Linked DNA regions of Mus musculus: all the other regions are linked to region 7. The links are chromatin contacts, called in public capture Hi-C and promoter capture Hi-C maps. All regions are on one chromosome and are shown on one strand. The core of a region is the stretch at or near the end of the contact, and the rest is flanking DNA. Distances in the headings are between cores, read along the strand shown. Region 1 holds the start of 4930525G20Rik (RIKEN cDNA 4930525G20 gene). Region 2 holds the start of Zfp85 (zinc finger protein 85). Region 3 holds the start of Zfp493 (zinc finger protein 493). Region 4 holds the start of Zfp85os (zinc finger protein 85, opposite strand). Region 5 holds the start of Zfp729a (zinc finger protein 729a). Region 6 holds the start of Zfp273 (zinc finger protein 273). Region 7 holds the start of Uqcrb (ubiquinol-cytochrome c reductase binding protein).

The links. Promoter capture Hi-C pulls out the DNA fragments that hold promoters and counts their contacts. Capture Hi-C pulls out chosen DNA fragments and counts their contacts.
Region 1: a contact with region 7 is called in a promoter capture Hi-C map of adipose tissue. The contact joins the promoter of 4930525G20Rik here to the promoter of Uqcrb in region 7. A contact is called at or near these places in 7 of 39 promoter capture datasets (cranial neural crest, hippocampal neurons, liver and 3 more), 1 of 484 Hi-C or Micro-C datasets (CD8 T cells), 1 of 115 datasets of contacts at active chromatin or transcription factors (large pre-B cells) and 3 of 9 other capture datasets (adipose tissue, liver and macrophages).
Region 2: a contact with region 7 is called in a promoter capture Hi-C map of adipose tissue, with 4 times the contacts expected there. The contact joins the promoter of Zfp85 here to the promoter of Uqcrb in region 7. A contact is called at or near these places in 7 of 39 promoter capture datasets (the C10 cell line, cranial neural crest, frontonasal cranial neural crest and 4 more), 2 of 115 datasets of contacts at active chromatin or transcription factors (memory CD8 T cells and stem cell-derived neural progenitor cells) and 2 of 9 other capture datasets (adipose tissue and liver).
Region 3: a contact with region 7 is called in a promoter capture Hi-C map of liver, with 2.8 times the contacts expected there. The contact joins the promoter of Zfp493 here to the promoter of Uqcrb in region 7. A contact is called at or near these places in 14 of 39 promoter capture datasets (the C10 cell line, the HPC-7 cell line, the SN4741 cell line and 8 more), 2 of 115 datasets of contacts at active chromatin or transcription factors (bone marrow-derived macrophages and large pre-B cells) and 2 of 9 other capture datasets (adipose tissue and liver).
Region 4: a contact with region 7 is called in a capture Hi-C map of macrophages, with 2.7 times the contacts expected there. The contact joins the promoter of Zfp85os here to the promoter of Uqcrb in region 7. A contact is called at or near these places in 12 of 39 promoter capture datasets (the 3T3-L1 cell line, 3T3-L1-derived adipocytes, the C10 cell line and 6 more) and 3 of 9 other capture datasets (adipose tissue, liver and macrophages).
Region 5: a promoter capture Hi-C map of liver shows a contact between it and region 7, with 2.5 times the contacts expected there. The contact joins the promoter of Zfp729a here to the promoter of Uqcrb in region 7. A contact is called at or near these places in 3 of 39 promoter capture datasets (cranial neural crest, frontonasal cranial neural crest and pre-B cells), 1 of 115 datasets of contacts at active chromatin or transcription factors (memory CD8 T cells) and 3 of 9 other capture datasets (adipose tissue, liver and macrophages).
Region 6: a promoter capture Hi-C map of pre-B cells shows a contact between it and region 7. The contact joins the promoter of Zfp273 here to the promoter of Uqcrb in region 7. A contact is called at or near these places in 6 of 39 promoter capture datasets (the C10 cell line, the SN4741 cell line, cranial neural crest and 3 more), 1 of 484 Hi-C or Micro-C datasets (forebrain), 4 of 115 datasets of contacts at active chromatin or transcription factors (bone marrow-derived macrophages, intestinal villus epithelium, large pre-B cells and 1 more) and 3 of 9 other capture datasets (adipose tissue, liver and macrophages).

The regions. Positions count from the first base shown.
Region 1 is chr13:67,829,585-67,832,396 of GRCm38.p6, reverse strand. It overlaps 4930525G20Rik (RIKEN cDNA 4930525G20 gene), which reads left to right and starts at 1,412. Exons shown (of 3, transcript NR_045194.1): 1 at 1,412-1,562. It overlaps Gm10037 (predicted gene 10037), which reads right to left and starts at 1,291. Exons shown (of 4, transcript NM_001309374.1): 1 at 1,244-1,291.
Region 2 is chr13:67,753,735-67,756,611 of GRCm38.p6, reverse strand. Zfp85 (zinc finger protein 85) reads left to right here and starts at 1,410. Exons shown (of 4, transcript NM_001001130.3): 1 at 1,410-1,549. The coding sequence starts at 1,544. It overlaps Zfp85os (zinc finger protein 85, opposite strand), which reads right to left. Exons shown (of 3, transcript NR_027969.1): 3 at 1-2,033.
Region 3 is chr13:67,778,312-67,781,100 of GRCm38.p6, reverse strand. Zfp493 (zinc finger protein 493) reads right to left here and starts at 1,408. Exons shown (of 4, transcript NM_028402.2): 1 at 1,282-1,408. The coding sequence starts at 1,287.
Region 4 is chr13:67,727,697-67,730,637 of GRCm38.p6, reverse strand. Zfp85os (zinc finger protein 85, opposite strand) reads right to left here and starts at 1,376. Exons shown (of 3, transcript NR_027969.1): 1 at 936-1,376. It overlaps Zfp65 (zinc finger protein 65), which reads left to right and starts at 1,465. Exons shown (of 4, transcript NM_145622.2): 1 at 1,465-1,577. The coding sequence starts at 1,572.
Region 5 is chr13:67,636,317-67,639,051 of GRCm38.p6, reverse strand. It overlaps Zfp729a (zinc finger protein 729a), which reads left to right and starts at 1,271. Exons shown (of 4, transcript NM_183146.4): 1 at 1,271-1,405. The coding sequence starts at 1,370.
Region 6 is chr13:67,812,516-67,815,215 of GRCm38.p6, reverse strand. It overlaps Zfp273 (zinc finger protein 273), which reads right to left and starts at 1,400. Exons shown (of 4, transcript NM_198322.3): 1 at 1,320-1,400. The coding sequence starts at 1,325. The region is part of intron 2 of 4930525G20Rik (RIKEN cDNA 4930525G20 gene); the gene reads left to right.
Region 7 is chr13:66,903,823-66,906,603 of GRCm38.p6, reverse strand. Uqcrb (ubiquinol-cytochrome c reductase binding protein) reads left to right here and starts at 1,254. Exons shown (of 4, transcript NM_026219.2): 1 at 1,254-1,311. The coding sequence starts at 1,293. Gm10767 (predicted gene 10767) reads right to left here and starts at 1,189. Exons shown (of 3, transcript NM_001177750.1): 1 at 983-1,189. It also overlaps a transcript of Mterf3 not described here.

The DNA.
Region 1 (2,812 bases), core at 163-2,662, 930 kb before region 7:
TGTCATCTGGGTTTCTGCATTTGTCCAGAATTCAGCAGCGACACAAAGCACAGTGACAAGGGACAGGAGATGGAGGAGGCAAGGGGTAGAACATTAAAGGAAGAACTCACAGACTAATATCATTCAAGGTTCTGAACATACGGGGAAACCAGCATGCAAAGGACTAATCATACTGAGAATTTAACATAGAACAGAATTCACTGTTCCTTGTCATGTTCCATTTCTGTGTTTTCTCTAATGGGTACTGGTTGATGTTTGTGACATTTCTGAAGTGTGTTTTACACATTTGACAGCATGTATCAGTGTGCTGTAGTTGAGCAGCATGTTTGCTATGCTGTCTAATTATTTCAAAATTTTTTAATTTCTATATTCATGTCTTATTGAATAATGCCCCAGATTGGCCAACGAGAATAGTCATATTATTTTTTTATTTATACATGAAAATATCAGCAGTTTATGTATTAGTGGGGTCCTTTAAAATAATTGTATAGATAAGCTTTGATCATTTTTCTAAGTATTGTTGTGCTCAACTCAAACAGTATGTTATCGGATTCTAAGATGTAGCCCACATGATCCTTATACACATCCAGCATTCAGGGCAACAAGACTGCAAGCTTCTCTCTCTCCCACTGTTCCAGAGCGTCCATTACTCAGGAAGGCCCAGAACCTTGGCTTCCTGACATCAGTAGTCCATGGTAAAAAATATTTGGCCTCCTTCTTCTATAAGTTACAACTCTGTATTTTTAGTTTAAAAATAGCTCAACAATTTCAGTGTGAGATGAGAACATGCTGACACTCTGAGTGTCATGGTGAATAGCTTCAATCCCAAGATGAGGGAGGCAGAGGCAGGAAGATCCCTGTGAGTTCTAGTTCAGCCTGGTCTACAAAGTAAGTTCCATGAGAACCAAGAGAAATTCTGTCTAAAACACAAACACAAAAACAAAAAACAAAAACAAAAAGCAAAACAAAACAACAGGCTGAAATAACCATTGTGGGCCAAGGACACATCCTGTGTTTGGGGATCACTAACATCTCTAGGGCACGAGAGCAGCACGCAGTGTCCAAAGGAAACCATCACCTAGGGCACAATCCTCATCGTCCCGACATGCAACGTCACCTGTCCCAGCCGGTACAGCAAGGCAGGTCCAAGCAGCAGCTTCTGCCCTCCCACCCAGTTCAGTTTCGCTCCCTCTGAGACAGAACCGGGAACAGAGACCCAGGCTATGTTGTTTTCTGAACCAACCTCCACATCACAGACGACAGGAATGTAACGGCCACACAGGACTCTCGCAAAACTTTGGGGAAGACCCCTCTGTTAAGCAAAAACCTAGTGGGGGGTTTACCGGTTAGCTCCCTGTGACGTCACAGTATCCAGACTACATTTCCCAGAAGTCCGTGCGAAGGGATTTCTGTAACCCACCGAAGGTGATTTCTCTGGTTCCAGAATTTGTCCCTGGCAACCCAAGAGAGAGAATAGAAGGAAAGAAGCAGTCTGCAGCACATTCTTGGGGAGTCGGGCTGGTTTTCCCCCCTCCGGATCCACAACAGGAGATAACGTGAATGTGAGTCGAGTCTGTGACAGAAATCTTAGGAGTACAAGTCATTTCTGGGCCATATGTTGTAATTTTAATCTTACTTTAAAAAAGAATCACGCTGACCCTGTTGTGTTTTTAAATAAGGAAGCAATACACTAATGTGGGAAAGAAAATCATCTTAAGATTCATTAATATTTTTTAACTCCCAGCGGCTCTTGATGCCTCTTTGGTTCTCACGCTCACTGAGAATGTCTTGTTGGAGATGGCAGCAAAATTCTCATAAACTTACAAAATATTTGTCCACTCCCATTCCTAGTAGGCTTTCAACTCTGGCACATTTGACATTGTTTTGAATCTCATTATTCATCACGGTCATATCCCATGGTTGAAAATATTGCCAGTATTTTTTCTTTTGGTTTTTCGAGACAGGGTTTCTCTGTATAGCCCTGGCTGTCCTGGAACTCACTTTGTAGACCAGGCTGGCCTCGAACTCAGAAATCCGCCTGCCTCTACCACCCCCACCCCCACCCTCACCCCCCACCCCCCAGTGCTGGGATTAAAGACATGCGCCACCACACATTTTCTCTCCTCACTCACTCATGAGATCCTTGGGTGTTTGCTAAGTGTGCTGTTACCTTAAAGGAACCCCATGCAAGGTGAGTAGATTGGACTTAGTGCTGCTTTTTAGTGCTCACATCCTGAGGTAAGGGAGGCAGGACTTGTCCACCTGTGGTGACTGCAGGAGCCTCCTGAGCAATAGCTGCAGCCTTGGCAGGAGTGGGGCTTCTGGTCTGCACTTCTTTATCTTTCTGAGACCTCAGCCATCAGGAAAGCTAACCAGCCATGGAGGCCAGGAACCAACCTCACTAGGTCCAGGGGTTTGGAGCCATGATTTCTGTGCCAGAGGGTGCCTTACCTGTTTGTTTCTCAAGTTAAGAGAAGCTTTACTGGTTCCTAATGCCTGTTGTCTCTGCTAGAACTCAAAGCCTGCTTCCTCTGAGATAGCACTCCCTCTGTCTCTGAGATTCCTTTGCCTTATGCCTGTGGTCTGCTTTTGTTTCTGCCCCAACGTGCCTAGATTTGGGAGGTGACCTATCCCCCACAGATATCGTAACTACTGGCTATGAATGAAACTATACCCCTGCATTCTCAATTGTTAAGCTCTGCTGGCAGCATCTAGCATTGGCTGGATATAAGGTACTGTCCTTACTATCACCCACAAAACCTGCCTTGTACATGTAAATATTTGTCACTTCCTGCGCAAAAGGAGTATTCTC
Region 2 (2,877 bases), core at 161-2,660, 850 kb before region 7:
AGATGAAATGCCCTACAGGCTTGCCCACAGCCCAACCATATAGAGGCTTTTTCTCACTGAGGCTTCCTCCTCTGATGACTTTAGCTTGTGTCAAATTGATATAAAACCCAGCACAATTTCTTTCTGGTGATGAAACAAAAAAAGAACAATCTGATCTTCCCACTCTCTCATCCAAGAAGTAATCTCATTGTGAATCAGTGACCATGGCACGAAAACAAACTCTTTCCTCTCGTGGGGTTTATCGTTGGGTCTCAGATGTTACCAGTACAGGAATACATACACACGAGATAGGGAGTCCCATCACTCCGTGGTGTCAGTCCAGCCCCTTTCTTGCAATGAGTTCATTCTGTATGATCAGGAACATATTTCTGATACCTTTGTATTAAAGGAAGATTCATTCCTGTGTTATGAGATGAGGGAATAGAGTGAACTTCAAGCAAAAAACAAAACAAAACAAAAGAACCTTTAAGTACTTCCACATGAATGGGAGTAATGTAAGGAGTCCAGAAAGAGACTGGAAGTTGAATAGGGCAGATCCGAAGTAATACAGAGAGAAATCTTATGATGAGTGTTGGATAGTGGGTCAGGAGTCAGTTCACACACCATACTGATTCCAAGACCAGTTTTCCTCTAACTGGGAGAGGAGCCAGGAAGAACATTTGGTGGTGAATAGTTGTATGAGATTGTGAAAGAGAATCTGGTGAAGCTCTCTCAAATGTTAAATTGTTTACACGGATATCGGAGGAACGTGTGGACAAGGGGACTAAGGACAGATGAAAATCTCAAAGGGTTTCTGGGACTTATAGGTAAGAGACATCTGTGTTCCCTAGTCCACGCCCCAAACCGTGGATTTCAGTGTACACATCAAATCTGTTCGGTTATTTTTTTTTCCTCTTTGATTTAGTGTCATAATGGGTATTAAACCAAGGCCTCCTTCACTCCAGGCAAGTGCTTCACCAGTGAGTAGCCCCCATCTCTTTTGGTACTGTGTAATTTGGGACATAGACTTGTGATTCTTCTGTCTCAAACCCCAGAGTAGCTGAGATTTCAGAATATTTCCAGGAAACTTGGTTTCAAAAACTATCCTAAAGAGTTTGTGGTGTGCCCTAAAGTAGCTTCTTGCTCCGTTATTTTAAAGTAAAATTGACTCAATGTGATTTTTTTTCTGCCCCCCATAAGATTCTAGGAACCCCTGAGCTTTTTAAGTCACAGCATTGATCAGAGTAAGAAGTAAATCTAATACATATTACCGTTAAAGGCTGGACTCATATTCTCAAAATGCCCTTTGTAAATTTGGGATTTTTAAAAGCAGCCTAATTCCAGTTACATACAATCCATGCGCTTTAAATTCTTTGCCTTCTTTGGTTCCGGGTAGTCCTTCGCGTAGACTTCTGGGAAATGTAGTCTCTCTCTCTCTTTCTGTATGACCCCGCTAGACAGGACTCTGCTCTCTGTGCTTCCGGGTTCTTTTTACGTTTGTGATTCTCCAAACTCTGCGGTGTTCTCAAAGTTGGGACAGTGTGGCTTGTTCTTCGCGCTTAACATGAAGGTTGGTCCCGGGTGCAGCCTAGACTTGCAAATCCAGGAACTCTGCGGGTAGGCGGGTCCGGCGTGCAGGGAGCGGGGGAGGGCTGGGCAGGAGGCGGAGAGAAGCCCATTTGGATGTGCAGTGCAGATCTAGGCTTAGGGGTGGCTTGGCTGACCATGCCAGAGACAGGCTGTGATGAAAGCTCACACAGCACCTTGGCTGGGGAAGCTTGCTGTTACTAGCTTTCACATTGCTGTTGTCAGATCCCTCAGGAAATCTAGAGCAAGTGGGTTTTTCTGAGCCCTCCCATATTCTATGACAGGCCCAGGACTCTTGTTTTGAGTTCGTGTGGCTCATAGTTTCCAGGACAGTGAGTTCTGGCGGGGGAGTTTGGTGTATGGGATGTTCGTCCCGTTTTCTTTGTGATAAATTGTTTTCAGGGCGGCTCACTTTGGATAGGAATCACTCCTTTACCCACTGTGACAGAACCCTCACATTCACACACCTGTATGAGGCAAAAAAAAAAAAAAAAAAAAATTCTCATCGAGGGGGCACTCTGAGCTTTGTACCTTCCCAGCTATCACTGATCCTACAACACTGCAGAGTGGAAAATACTAGAGAATATTACCACATACAATTGCACCAGAGACTGCGATGTCAGAAATTTGGACTCCTTTTGTGAAAGGAGAGATAAGTTGCCCAGGTATTTGTATTGTGTGGAAAGATTGAGAGATGGGGTTGAAGAAATGTGGCTCACTAAAGGTCTTGTGATTGTATACAACAGTCTGCTCCCCATGGCATTTGTATACAGCCAGCTGCTCACCCCGTGCTTTGTATACAGCCTTTGCTCACTCTGTCCTTTGTGCTGTTTTTGCCACACTTCAGTCAAATTGATTTGTGTGCTGGAGACTGACTTACAGCATTCAAATCTATACCTAAGAAGCATGGGCTTTAAACTACATTATCATAATACCAGTATTTTCTATGTATTATCTAACTATAATTACAATAATATGGACACTTTCTAGTCAATGCCATTAATGTTCAGGAAACTAAGAACATGTCATTTTACATTTTATGGTGTGAAAAGTACATTTTCTTGTACCTTAGATCCCGTTTCTTAGAAGGTAGAGGTGATACAGCAAAATGCTTATATCACAGGTCACACATGCATGCATTTAATATATACATATACACATTTATATTTAATATATTTATCAAACAGACCTATTTAAAAGAAAATGTCAAATTTAAGGTTACGTGTGCTACCTAAGATTATCAAAAATAATTTATTTTTTAAATAGAGGCACTTGTTTCTCTAGCAAAGGAACATTGTTCAGCCCCCACCA
Region 3 (2,789 bases), core at 159-2,658, 870 kb before region 7:
GAGAATGACTCCCAGAAGATATCCTCTGACCTTGTAGGTCCTGCCATGTCAATGTGGCACAAACCAATAATCCTAGTCCTTGGGAGGTAGAGGCAGGAGGATTAGGAGTTCAAGGCTGGCTTCATTAAGGTGCTTACAAGGTGCCAGTCACAGGGCCCTGAGTGATCAGAGCTCCTCAATTCCATCTTTTTGTCTCTCTGACACACTGTAAGTACTTGGGTGAGTTTGTCTAGAACTGTTTGGGGAGGGTTAGGGAACCTAGATGCCACATTCTTCGATAAGAGTTGGTTTAGGTGAGTTTAGACACTGCAGATGATATGCAAAGACAGAACAGCTGGCCATTAAAGAGCGATGAAGACCGACCTCTTAGGATGCAGTATTATTTCCTCCCCCAGAGACATTTCAGCCCCCTCTCACCTGTAACCAACAGCCCTGTACCCACGCCTATTCTCACACCAATTTGTTTCTCCATTTTGAAAAGGAGTCCAAACGCAGTCTCCGAAGGTACTGGCTGATCTATTATTTTCTAGTACTTTTCACTCTACACTACAGAGTGAACTACTTGGTTGACACAAAACTCAAATCTTTCCCTTTAAGGGACTATTCTGCCCTCATTCATATAGGAGTGTTAGTCTTGGGGTTGACGTCACAACAGTGATCGCGAAGGACTTCTATTCAAAATAGTTCATAAATCTAACAGTTCATTACCAAGAAAATGGAACCAACATTCCAAACACCAACCGCCCTCCCAAAACTCCCTTCACTTGCAAATAAACAAGGTTATGAACTTTTGTCAACTCCAAGAGTCCTGGGCCAGCTATAAAGTAAAGAAAGCACCACACACCCAGTTGGTTCTAGATTTCCTGAGAAATCTGACTACAACCATGTGAGCCTGAGTCAGCTAGAGAGCAGAGTTTCCCCAGCCAAGCAGGAGAGTGCGCTCCCAGTCATAGCCTCAGGCTGTCATCAGACACCAGTCAGGGTGAAACCTGCCAGGACTTCCAGCAGTTCTCACTCCTGGGTCCTGAGCCAGCTCTCCTGCGCAGGGTGGACTCCAGCAGTAGCCTCGTGCAAGCAAAACGGTCACTCTCAGAGCCGACCCCATTGCCCTTTCCGCAGCTCTGACCTGGATCCAACGTGGGGTTGGTCCAGCCTAGGTCAGCACAGCACCCCCAAGTCCGCTTCTTCCCACCTCCCATCCACAAACCCTCGCCATCCATTCCGGACCCATCACCACGCGGACCCTCACGCCTGCAGGGCAGCGTTGCACCCTGGACGAACCTCCATGTGAGAGATGCAAACCGAGTACTGAGCAAGACCTTTTTCTTGCTCAACTTTGGGAAAGATGCAACTATGCAGACCGAGAGTAGAAACGTGGTTTCCTGACTGGCTCCTTGTGACGTCATATGGGCAAGACTACATTTCCCACAACTCTATGCGAAAGAAATCCCTTAGAGTGTAAGGGGTTGGGAGGAAGCAGTCAGTTTGTGTCCTGGTACAACCACAGGGAGCCAGTTGGCTTTTAAAATGCTAAATTTAAACCGGGCAGTGGTGGCGGCGCTAGCTTTTAATCCCAGCACTTGGGAGGCAGAGACAGGCTCTGAGTTCGAGGCTAGCCTGGTCTATGGAGTGAGTTCCAGGACAGCCAGGGCTACACAGAGAGGGGGGGGAAATGCTGAATTCAGTACAGGACACGTTTAAATGTAAATTGAGCCTTTGGCAGTAACCTTTAATAGGTTTGCAACTTATTTCTGTTCAATATGTTGCGATTTAAACTCAAAAGTGTACTTATTATGGAATCTTCTACATGTAAAGTTCACACTGATTCAATATTACTATAAAATAACTATATGTGACCTTCCTTGTAGTCGAACTGCTCAGGAACTTAAGACAGGAGGATCCCAAATCCAAGGCTAACCTGGGCCAAATAAAGAGACCTTGTTTCAAAATACAATGTACAAGTAGGGTTAGGGAGCAAGGGGTAAAGCCCTTGACTACAGTGGAGGCTTGGCTTAATACCAAGCATTACATATGCATAACTACTCCTTGTTCACCTGTGTGAGCCATACATGGATAAGACTCCACAACTGGATAACGTTTTCATGTGAACACTGGAAACTTCCATACAGTGAAGGGCATGGATCAGGGACACAGCTGTTTTAAATCATTGGACAAAGTTAAACATCCAGCTCTCTGATGTTAACTTACGAAGAAATCCTGAATTTATCTCAGGATCTTTTTTTGGTCTGTCTGTAAGTAGAGTGCACACATGTTCATCCACTAATTTGTGCTATACAAGAGCTTCATCCTCTTCTACCTGGTTTTTCATGAATGCAGGCAAGTATTGTTGGGGACAAGAAAAGAAACGTATTCTAAGTACTATGACGATTTCACTTTCAGATTTCATTAAATTCTAGAGAGAAACTAAATTCATAGTTCCAGGCCCTAGGGGAGCTGGGGACTTCCGTATAGCTGAATAGCTTCTGTTTTAAACAGTTGTCTGAGTCCAGCCATCTCAAGGGCAACTTCTCCATCTTGCTGGCAGGGTCATACAAGTTCATGTTCCCAGGCCCGTAAAGAACAGCTATCACTCACTTTTCCAAATGTTTTCTTAATTTGTTAACAGCTGTGTGTGTGTGTGTGTGTGTGTGTGTAGAGAGAGAGAGATTGCTATTATTTAAACCATGGTTTTACACACACACATATATACTACATACAGCTGACCCAGTCCTTTGTCTCCTTAGCACTCTAAGCTCCTAACCACTCCAGACCTAATGTCTAGGAGAACG
Region 4 (2,941 bases), core at 127-2,626, 820 kb before region 7:
AATCTCACAGCTAATCCAGAATGTTTGTATGGGTGAAACTAAAATAATCAAGTTTTTATAAAATGATAGTATGTCTGATAAAGTTGAAACTGCCAACATGGTCTAAGGAAACATATAAGGCCTGAGAATCAGACTGTGGTAAACTCTCCCTAAGTATGCCTGGGCCCCTAATATCATGCTAAATGGGGCTTCCTGTATGTTCAGTTAGGTTCTGCATGTTCGTTTTGTTCCTATACCATATTAGTTCCTCCTCTTCCTCTTGAATTAACCAATCCCACTAGGAGGAAATGGAAACTGCAGAACAGTTGAGGGTGAATGCTGCATCCTCACAGATCAGCACCTCCCAGAGGAGTCAGTGCCCTCTCAGGTAGGTTTACATGTAACAGACACAAACATACATGCACACACACGCACATGCACATGTACACTGGAATCCTAGACATGTCCAGAAATGCTAAGGCCTTATGGTTGATGACAGTGCCCTTCACTGCAGCATTCAGGAGGAGTACAGACTAGTCATGACCTCATTCTAAACAGACATGCCAATCAAGTGTTCAGGTGAATGTACTGCTTGACTCTAGTTTCTCTAAGTGGAGCTGTATCCCTGGGTTAACACACTGCCTGGAATACAAGAATTGATAGGAACTTCACATAGTCTCTGTTCTGAATCAGTTTCCCTGTGAATCAGAATGCATCACAGAAACATGAAATCTTCCTTGTGATGGATGGGGTTCATACCTTTGTCTCAAGCATGAACTGCACAGGAATAAACTTTCCTAAAGAAGTGAGGGAAGTTCAAGACAGATACCAAATATTAAATAGTCTGAAACATGAATGATGGCATGATCAGGAGAGAGAGGAAATTCTATAAGGAACATCAAAGGGAACAAGGGAAATCCTATAGTGCACAGTGTACCAAAAGTCAGTAGACTCACCAGTGTGATCCCAGGAGCTCTGCGCCTCCTGCTGGGAGATGGGGAGGAGGAAAGCCTGTGCTCAGAGAACACCCGGTGGTGACTAGTTTTGATTTCCTGTTCTTCTGTCTTAAGCACCTGAGATGCTGCATGTCAGGCGGGATCACCAAGCGTGGTTTCATTAAAGAAATGCTCAGTCCTACATTACCTTCCTGCTTCCTTATTTTTAAGTAAAGCAGACCATGAAAGCATGATTTCCCATGTGTTAGTATGATTTCATAAGTAGATTTGAGCTTTAAAATCACGTTTTAGCAGAAATAACTAGCATGTATAATTAACATTACTGAGAAAGGCTCGACTCACAGGCTAACATCCCTTGCTGAGACCACAGCACTTCAAAAGAGCCCGAATGCCCTGTGGCTGCCCATGTGCCTGTTTCTTTCCAATTTCACTTGCTCACACTTAGGCAGGTACCCAGGCAGTGCACCGAACTCCTTTGGTGTGTTCCTGGAAGTCCTTTACACTGATTTGTGGGAGATGTAGTCCCAACAATTATGACGACTCCAGAAGGGGCCGTTGGTACCAAACTTCCGGATTCGTTCTTAAACCTTGCTTCTCCCCAAAGTTAATCGAGTGTCTTGGGTTTGGATCCCTGACATGGAGGTTGGTGCAGGGAGCAGTGCGGTCGTACAGATCTGAGGGACTGTGCAGGATGGCGGGTCAGGCGCGGAGGGAGCTGGCTCAGGCTGGTTGGGAGACGGGGGGGGGGGGGGGGCGGGGGGCGAGGGGGCCGCCGACCTGGAGGTACTGTGTTGACCTAGGATGGGCCACTGCCCCTAGGAGCAGGATTGGCCGGGAAGAATGTTAGAGACAAGGGGATGGCAAGGGCAGGCTGGGTCTGCTGACTGCCTGTGCGGAGATGCTGAAGGGAGCATTCTACTTTGCTCTGCCTAGCTGACCCTTACTCATGTGATTGTAGTCTGAGTCCCAGCACTTACAGAACTTCCGGAAGTTCCAGGGACAGAGAGTCTTGTGAGGGCGACTGTTGTGTGGGATGTTAGTTTCTTTTCTTTTGGAATGAATTGTTAGATTTATGGATGCCTCGGGTTGAGTAGGAATTCCTAATGTACACCTCTGTGACCTGAGTCGTCACAATACAAGGCTATGTAGCTACAGAATAATCTTGGAATTGTTTTGAACTTATGTTGGCACAATCCAAATAATTATGGATTTTACACTTAAGCTTAAAATCACTAGACAGCAGTGCCCCAATAATACTATCTGAGTATATTTATTTTTTCAAAATTTGGACTGCATTTCTGATAGGATAGTACACTTGTGTGATGAGAGAAAGATCGCAGGGAGGGGCTGGAATGCCTGAAAGGGAAGGGAGAAAATATCTCTGCTAATAGGCCAGGCTCTGAACATTGTTCTCTTACCACATGATTTACTTCTGTCTGTTCACATTATCAGCAGTGACTAATCTCTTCTAAAAGTACTCTGTCCCTCAATGTGGCTTTCTGGTTTACTGATGCTTCCTGGATAGTTCTAGAAAGGATTCCCCAAGTTTTTGTACTGTCTTTGAGAGACTGTAAGATAAATTTCAAAAGCTGTAGCACACTTGGGGGTCTTAAGGTTTACACATAGTAGGTTCCTGTTCATGCAAAATGCACAGTTCTCCTCTTGAAGGGTTAAGAGAATAGTTTAGCCCAGAGCCATTTAATTGGCCATGATCTGAGAAGACAGATTTAGTTTAGTGAAAATTCCATACTCCAACTTGGAAGCAGTTTCATGGTTTTACAGAACAAATAATGTCATTAGCCAAGTAAATTTTAAAATACATTGATGTGAGTCTGATAGAGGTATGTACTGTGAGACATGGGAGATGTTCTATTCACCAAAGATACCATTTGATGAGATTTTAGCTTTTGGACTGATAGAAGCTCATGTTCTGCCTAGTCAGTGGATTCTGGGAGTTTCTTTTAAACTATTGTCACAAGCTGTGTGGTCCACTACAGAGTAAGGTA
Region 5 (2,735 bases), core at 22-2,521, 730 kb before region 7:
ATAAAATTTAGTATTACAATACATAGCAACATACCAAACCTCAACACATACACATATTGGAAAACTAACTATGCTCAGAAATGTTAAGTCCTTCTGGTTGTTGGCAATGCCCTTCACTACAGCCATCAGGGGGATGACAGACCACTCATGACCTCATTCTAAACAGACATGCCAATCAAATGTCCAGGTGAATGTACTGCTTGTTGACTCTAGTTTTTCTAAGTTAAGGAATCTGTTCTGATCCCTAGGCAAACACACTCCCTAGAGAAGAAAAATTGGAATGGGATTTTGCACAGTCTCTGCTCTGAAACAGCTTGGCTTTGAATTATTGTGCCTCAGGGAAGTATGAAGACTTTTCTGTAATGCCATTTGTAGCTTTAACTCAAGCATGAACTACACAGGAATAAACCTTCCCACGAAAAGATGGGAATTCTCCATACTCCAAGTTTCCAGTCTAACTTCTTTAATACATCGACCTCATTTTACAGTGATATGAACATATTTCTGATACCTTTGAATTCCAGGAGGAACTATCTCGGTGTTCTGTTTAGGAGAAGTGAGGGAAGTGCAAGGCAGCTACCAGTAATGTTCAAGTATTATCAAATGTGAATGATGACAGGATCAGTGGAGACAGGAAAATCAATAAGGAACATCAAACCAAACACAGAGGGAAATTGAAGAGCCAGTACACACACCATTGTGATCCAAGGAGCTCTGCCCCTCCTCTTGGGAGAGATTCAGAGGAGGAAAGCAAGTGCTCAGAAAACACTTCGTGGTGACTCAGTTTGATTTCTAATTCTGTCTTCAGCACCTGGGATGGTTTTGATAGCATATTAAAGAGATAATGCCCACTCCTACATTAACTTCCTGCTTTCATATTTTAAATAAACAATGAAAGCATGAATTTTCCATTCGGTAGTAATATTCCATAAGTAAATCTGTGCTTTAAAAAACCAAGGGGAAAAAAAAAAAAGAAAGAAAGATCGAAGCTTTAATCTCACAATGTTTTAGCAGAGATAACAAGGAAATGTGATAAACATTACTGTGAAACTCAGCTCACAGGCTAACATCGCTTGCTGTAACCAAAGACTTTTTTAAAAGCCCACTTTCCCTGTGGCTGCCCATGTGCTGCAGCTTAGTTCTTTCCAACTTCAGCTGCCCACAGCTGGACCGCAAGGCAGGCAATGCACAAGACATCTTAGGTGGGGTCCCTGTAAGTCCTTCCAACTGACTTGTGGGAAGTGTAGTCCTGGTTCCTGTTTCGTCATTAGAAAGGGCCATCGGACTCGAACTTCCTTATTCTTCCTTCAAACTTCACTCCTCAAATGTATGCAGTTGTCCTGCTCAGCGCTGCATCTGGATTTCTGAGATGGAGTTCGGTGCAGGGACCAGCGCCTTCTTTCAGGTCTGAGGGGCTGTGCAGGGTGGCAGGTAGGGCACGGAGGGAGCTGGCTCGGGCTTGTTGAGAGGCAGGAAGCTGCTGACCTGGAGATGCTGTGCTGACCTAAGCTGGGCCGCTGCGCCTGGGCACGGGTTTGAAGGGGAGAAGGTTGAAAACAACAGGATGGCAAGGGCAGGCTGGGTCTGCTGACTGCCTGTTCCCGAGATGCTGACGGGAGCGCACTCATCATTACCTAGCTGACCCGTTCTCACGTGACTGTAGTCAGATTCTCAGGGCATACAGAGCACTTGGACTTGTAGCGCCCTCTGTATGTTATGTCCTGGAGACTACTCCTGGTTTGAGCTCAAACAGCTTCCTAAAGTTCCTAGTGTCCAAGGAGCAAGAATCCTGTGAGGGAGGGCAAACTGTTGTGTGGGATGTTAGTTCCTGTTCCTTTGGAATGAATTGTTAGACTCACGGATGCCCTGATTCAAATCACATTTTCTGATAGACACCTTTGTGACCTGAATGCGACAATACATGGCTATAAAACCACAAAATAATCTTGTAGTTGGTATGAACCAGTGTTTGCACAATCCAAATAAATAGGATTTTACACTAAAGATTAAAAATCACTAGACAATAATACCTCAACAGTTCTGAGTATGTGTTGTGTCCAAAATTTTGACTCCTTTTCAGATGTGAGAGACGACTTGGGGTGATGAGAGATCACAGGGTGGCACTGGAAAGTCTGAAAGGGAAGGGGGAAATGCCTCTGCTCATCTGCCAGGCTCTGTGCATTGCTTTCTAATCTGCCAGACTCTGTACATTGTTGTCTCTTCACGTGCTTTTCTTCCTAGAGTTCACGTTATCAGCAGTGTCTGAACTCTTTTAAATTTTCTTTTGTCCCTCAATGTGACATTCAGGTTTAGTGACACACCCTTAATAGTTTTAGAAAGAATTCTCCAATTTTTTCAACTGTATTTGAAAAGCTGTAAGATAGGGAAGGAGAGATGGCTTATTGGTTAAGAGCATGCCTATTCTTCCAAAGGTCCTGAGTTTAATTCCAGCAACCACTTGTTGGCTCCCAACCGTCTATTATTGGATCTGATGTTCTCTTCTGGTATGTCAGCAAAAGAATGCTCATATAAATAAATAAATAAATATTTTGAAAAGTTGTAATATAAATTTCAAAAGCCGTGGCACTCTTGGGGTCTTATGATTTACACATAGTAGGTTTATGTTCATGTAAAAATGCACAGTTCTCCTCTTAAAGGGCTAAGAGAATTGTTTAGTCCACAGCTATTTGAGTAGCCATGATCTAAGAACATAGATTTAGTTTAAACCAAATTCC
Region 6 (2,700 bases), core at 151-2,650, 910 kb before region 7:
ACTGGTGTGGCAAAAACAGCACAAATGGCAGGGTGAGGAGACACGTGTATACAAAGGACGGGATGAGCAGCCAGCTGTTTACAATCACAGTTCCATGAGTGAGCCACAGCTCTTCAACTTCATCTCTCAATCTTTCCACAAGAAAACAAATTTCTTACATCGCAGTCTCTGGTGCAATTTTATGAGTTAATATCTTCTAGTATTTTCCAGTCTGTACTATAGGATCAGTGATAGCTGGGAAGGTACAAAGCTCAGAGCGCCCCCTCTATGAGGTTTTGGTTTTGGTTTTGTTTTTTTGTTTTTTGTTTTTTGTTTTTTTTGTTTTTGTTTTTGTTTTTTGTTTTTTTTTTGCCTCATACAGGTGTGTGAATGTGAGGGTTCTGTCACAGTGGGTAAAGGAGTGATTCCTATCCAAAGTGAGCCGCCCTGAAAACTAACAATTTATCACAAAGAAAACGGGACGAACATCCCATACACCAAACTCCCCCGCAGAACTCCCTGTCCTGGAAACTATGAGCCACACGAACTCAAAACCAGAGTCCTGGGCCTGTCATAGAATATGGGAGGGCTCAGAAAAACCCACTTGCTCTAGATTTCCTGAGGGATCTGACAATAGCAATGTGAAAGCTAGTAACAGCAAGCTTCCCCAGCCAAGGGGCTGTGTGCGCTCTCATCATAGCCTGCTTCCGCACGATCAGCCAAGCCACCCTGCTCTAGCCATGTGGTGTGTCTCAGTGTAGCTCCTTGCTCCATTATCATAAGGTAAAATTGTGTCAATGTGCATTTTCCCTCCTGCCATACGATTCTAGGTACACCTGAGCTTTTAAAGTCACAACATATCGATCAAAGTAAGACGTAAACTCAATACACAGTGACATTGAAAGGTGGAATCATATTCCTACAACAACCTCTTTAAATCTGGTATTTTAAAAGTAGCCTAAAGGTATTGAAAAGCCTTGGGCAATAGCGCTCTTTTGGAGATCTTCGCATAGACTTGTGGGAAATGCAGTCCCTCTAATCATGACGTCACTAGACAGGATTCAAGCTTTCCGATCTCCATTCTTGCACTAGCAGGCCACCTCTCAGGTCCCTGAAACACATGATTGACTCTGGCAGTCGCTCCGTCCTAACAGAGCATTCGCTCCTGGCACCGTGCGTGCGCCCCACCCCTGCACTCTGGCCAAGCCTAGATCTGCATTGCACATCCAAGTGGGCTTCTCTCCGCCTCCCGCCCAGCCCTCACCGGCTCCCTGCACGCCGGACCCGCCCAACCTCAGAGTTCATGAGGTTTGCAAGTCTAGGCTGCACCCGGGACCAACCTCCATGTTAAGCGCGAAGAACAAGCCACACTGTCCGAACTTTGAGAACGCCGCAGAGTTTGGAGAATCACAAATGCAAAATGAACCCGGAAGCACAGAGAGCAGAGTCCTGTCTAGCGGGGTCATGCAGAGAGAAACTACATTTCCCAGAAGTCTATGCGAAGGACTGCCCTGAACCAAAGAAGTCAGAGGGTTTATAGGTCATGGATTGTATTTAACTGGAATTAGGCTCCTTTAAAAATCCCAAATTTACAAAGGGCAATTTGCGAATATGAGTGCAGCCTTTTACAGTAATGTGTATTAAGTTTACTTCTTACTCTGATCAATGCTGTGTCTTAAAAAGCTCAGGGGTTTGAGACAGAAGAATCACAAGTCTATGTCCCAAATTACACACTACCAAAAGAGATGGGGGGCTACTCACTGGTGAAGCACTTGCCTGGAGTAAAGGAGGCCTAGGTTTAACATCCATTATGACACTAAATCAAAGAGGAGAACAAAAACAAAAAACAGAACAATTTTGGTGTGTACACTGAAATCCACAGTTTGGGGCGGATATGGGCTAGGAAACACAGATATCTCTTACCGATAAGCCCCAGAAACCCTTTGAGATTTTCTTCTGTCCTTAGTCCCTTGTCCACACGTTCCTCAATTAATCCGTGTAAACAATTTAATATTTGAGAGAGCTGTGCCAGAGCTTTACCGGATTCTCTTTCACAATCTCACACAACTATTCACCACCAGATGTTCTTCCAGCTCCTGGCTCTACTCTCAATGGGAGGAAAACTGATCTTGGGCTCAATATGGCCAGTGAACTGACTCTTGACACACTATTCATCACTCATCATAGGATTTCTATCATAAGAGATTGCCGCGGAGCACCACAGTCAAGTATGAGGGTCCCTGGAATGAGGGTCCTTGAAGCTAGGTGGATAAGGTTTTGACAGTGACAAATAGAAACAAACACATAGGCAGTTTGAATCTGAGTGTATTCTGCAGCTCTCAAGCAGGAGATATTATACATTAAAAAACTAAACATTACATCTCTTAGAAACTACATCCAAATGAAACATTCACAGATACCAACAAAAATCATTTGGCACAGTAAAGTAGAAAAATCATCCAAGCATTACAACTCTGAAACCATGTATTCAGTGCATTGCAAACAGAACAGGTAACATCATCATAAATCATCAAAATATAACAATTCTAAAAGGATGTATCCAGTGGGGGCTGCCGTCCAAAGCTAGTGGCATATTTCTAGGAGCAGGTTAATAAATCTTTAATGATCAGTGCTAAACTAACTTTCCAGCCCCATGGAATTATTTAACATCTAGTGCCTGATTTTTTATAATCTTCAGTGTATAAATTTAAACTACTTTAA
Region 7 (2,781 bases), core at 5-2,504:
AAAAAAAAAAAAAGACCACTATCGAGTCATAGTAAAACTCAACAGTAACTCCACTTTCTGTCCTTAGTTTTTTATTTTAGACTCTACCTGTTGGGGTTGAGATCTTGAAAGCACAGTCTATAGTCTTTCTGCTTGCTCCATTTTTAATACTATATGCAAATTCTAAATATATCTTAGGGGTTTTGTTGTTGTTGTTTTGTTTTAGGTAAGGTCTTGCAGACTGATGCCAGATTCACTATGTAGACAACTGTAGTCTTGAACTTGCAGGGATCCTCCTGCCTCAGACTACTGAATTCTTGGATCTTGCATGTGCCATTTACTCCTACCTTAAAGTTAATATTTTTAAAGCTTATCCAACCTAACTTTCTACTAAAATTGTTTGATAGGGATTTTTAGGTGGGGAAAGTGAAGCCTAGAAGCTGAAAGTTATCTGGGATTGGTTGTGCAGCATATGATCCTAGAAATAAGGAAGCCCGAATTTGAAACTGGATTTCTCAATTCTAGTTAACAAACAAACAAACAAACCTGGACTCTACCCAATTTCAATGCCCTTGGATAACTTATTGAACTTTTCTGAGGCTCAGCTTCCTTCTCTCTTCAATACTGATAGCACCAGTAATTACACTGATGATTTAGAATTAAATGAGAATATAGCCACACTTCTGAACCCAAAGATTGCAGACCTATAGATTGAGTCTACCACAGATCGGGAAGGGGTATATCTGTGTTAACTATAAATGTTCATTATACCTGTGTTACTTCCAAAATAGTGCAGTATAACAGTTATTTGTGTGGTGCTTACTTTATATTCTGTATTAAAGTAATCCTGAGGTGATTTAAAGAATGCAATAGTGTATACATTATATTAAAACACCGCACCATTTGACATAAAGAATTTGAGCATCAAGCGTCCTCTAGCGTCCTAGCATCCCCTCCATGCATTTTGAGATGCGGTTTGCCTGAAAATCATTTACTACATTACCTGTCTCCAAGACTCCATTTATTCCGCAAAGGTTCTTTCCTATAACAGAGCATTGAATAACACTGTCTCCTAATTTCGCAGTACTTTCCCCATTGTGTCGCGAAGAATGTTTTTTGTAACAAGGCACACAAAAAGATCAGCCTAATGTGTGGAGTCCATTCAGGTAGGAAAGAGTAAATGCCTTCTGCTGGCGGTCAGAGCAGCGCCTGCCCCTCCCTTCCCCTTCCTAAAGTATCCAGGACGCCTGCGTAGGAGCCCGGCGTGTCCTCTAGGACTTACCCAGAAGGCAGCGCTTCACTCTCAGGTCAAAATGGCGGGCCGATCTGCTGGTGAGTAATTACTCCTCCTTTGTGGGTATCGTGGAGCGGTTGTATTTTCTCACGAACTTGTTCTCCTTTTGCGTTAGCTAAATAGCTAGTTTGTGATAAGAGACGTGGCGACCCAGCAGCTCAAAGGACAGGTTTCGCTGAGCCAGGTCGGGCCTGCCTGAGGGTTAGAACAGGGACCTCTGCCGGAAGGAGCCCAGCGGGGCTGACCGGGTTCGGCCTCCTTCCCCTCCGCCTTGGGACAGCTTAGGGAGGTGAGGAGGTCAGCAGACGACAGCCACAGCGAGTAGTGGGGAGCATTTGGAGTCAGGCGCAGGCCACTTCAGTGACAGTGATCGGAGCAAACAGCGCCCGAGCCCGCATGACGCTCCTAAGACTTGTCAGAAGAATTAAAAGGAAGTAAGATAGGGTTATAGTGAGGTTTCAGGTTAACCTTGGCATATCTGGACGGTGAGCTGGGGCTGCAGGGCTGTAAGGACTTTTGTTTAATGTAGGCACTAGAACAAATTTGAGATAGAGTGCCAGAATGTTTTCACATCAAATATTACTCACCCTCTCCCCTCCTATTTTTTTTTAAAGCTTAATCTTTGCCCACTGATGGTATACGTTGGAATAGTCTTTAAAAACAATACTGATAACCTTCTCACAGTCCCTGGAAATTCTGAAGGCATTAATTTTACCCATTTGACACAATTTTAGGAAAAGTATTCTGTTTTGTTGAGTTTAATACTTACGTAAGCCAGCTTCCTTTTCTGCAACAGGCTTTTGATCTATAATGTGGCAAACAGAGTAGTGCCTGACACATTTGTTAAGTAAATATTAATCGATATTATAATCACTGCTGTGTTAACAATTTAGTTCTTATGCTTTTTTTTAATATTTTTATTTTTTGAGCCAGGGTAGCCCAAGTTAGCTGTGTATTGAAGAATGACCTTGAACCTCTGATTCTTTTTTCCTCCACCCTAAAAATGCTGGAATTGCAGGAATGAATCACTATGCATGTTTTATGTAGTGCTGGAGTTGGAGCCCAGGGCTTTGTGGTGTATGTTAGGCAAGCAATATACCAACTGAGCATTAGCCCTTGACAATTTAAATTTCTCTTAGAAACAATTTTATGCATGACTTCTAATTTAAAGGTTGGAGGAAGCCATGTAGTAATCTGTACTGAGGATTAGGAAATTAGAAGGAGATAATAAGAAGGGAGCCTCTTTTTCCTTCTATGGTAAGAAAGTAGCCTTAACGCTTAGGGACTGAGAATATAGCTCAGTTGGTAAAAAGTTTGCCTTGCAATGTAAATACTGGCCTGATTTCGGTTCTCAGAACCCATTTTGTTTGTTGAGCTTTTTCTTTTTAAATAAACTGAGTTCCATTATATGAGACACGTCTCAGTAGCCCTAATCCATGCTTTTAATCCTAGAGCTGGAGACAAGGAAACAAGTGATCTTGGGGTTCACTGGCCTTTTAGCCTAATGT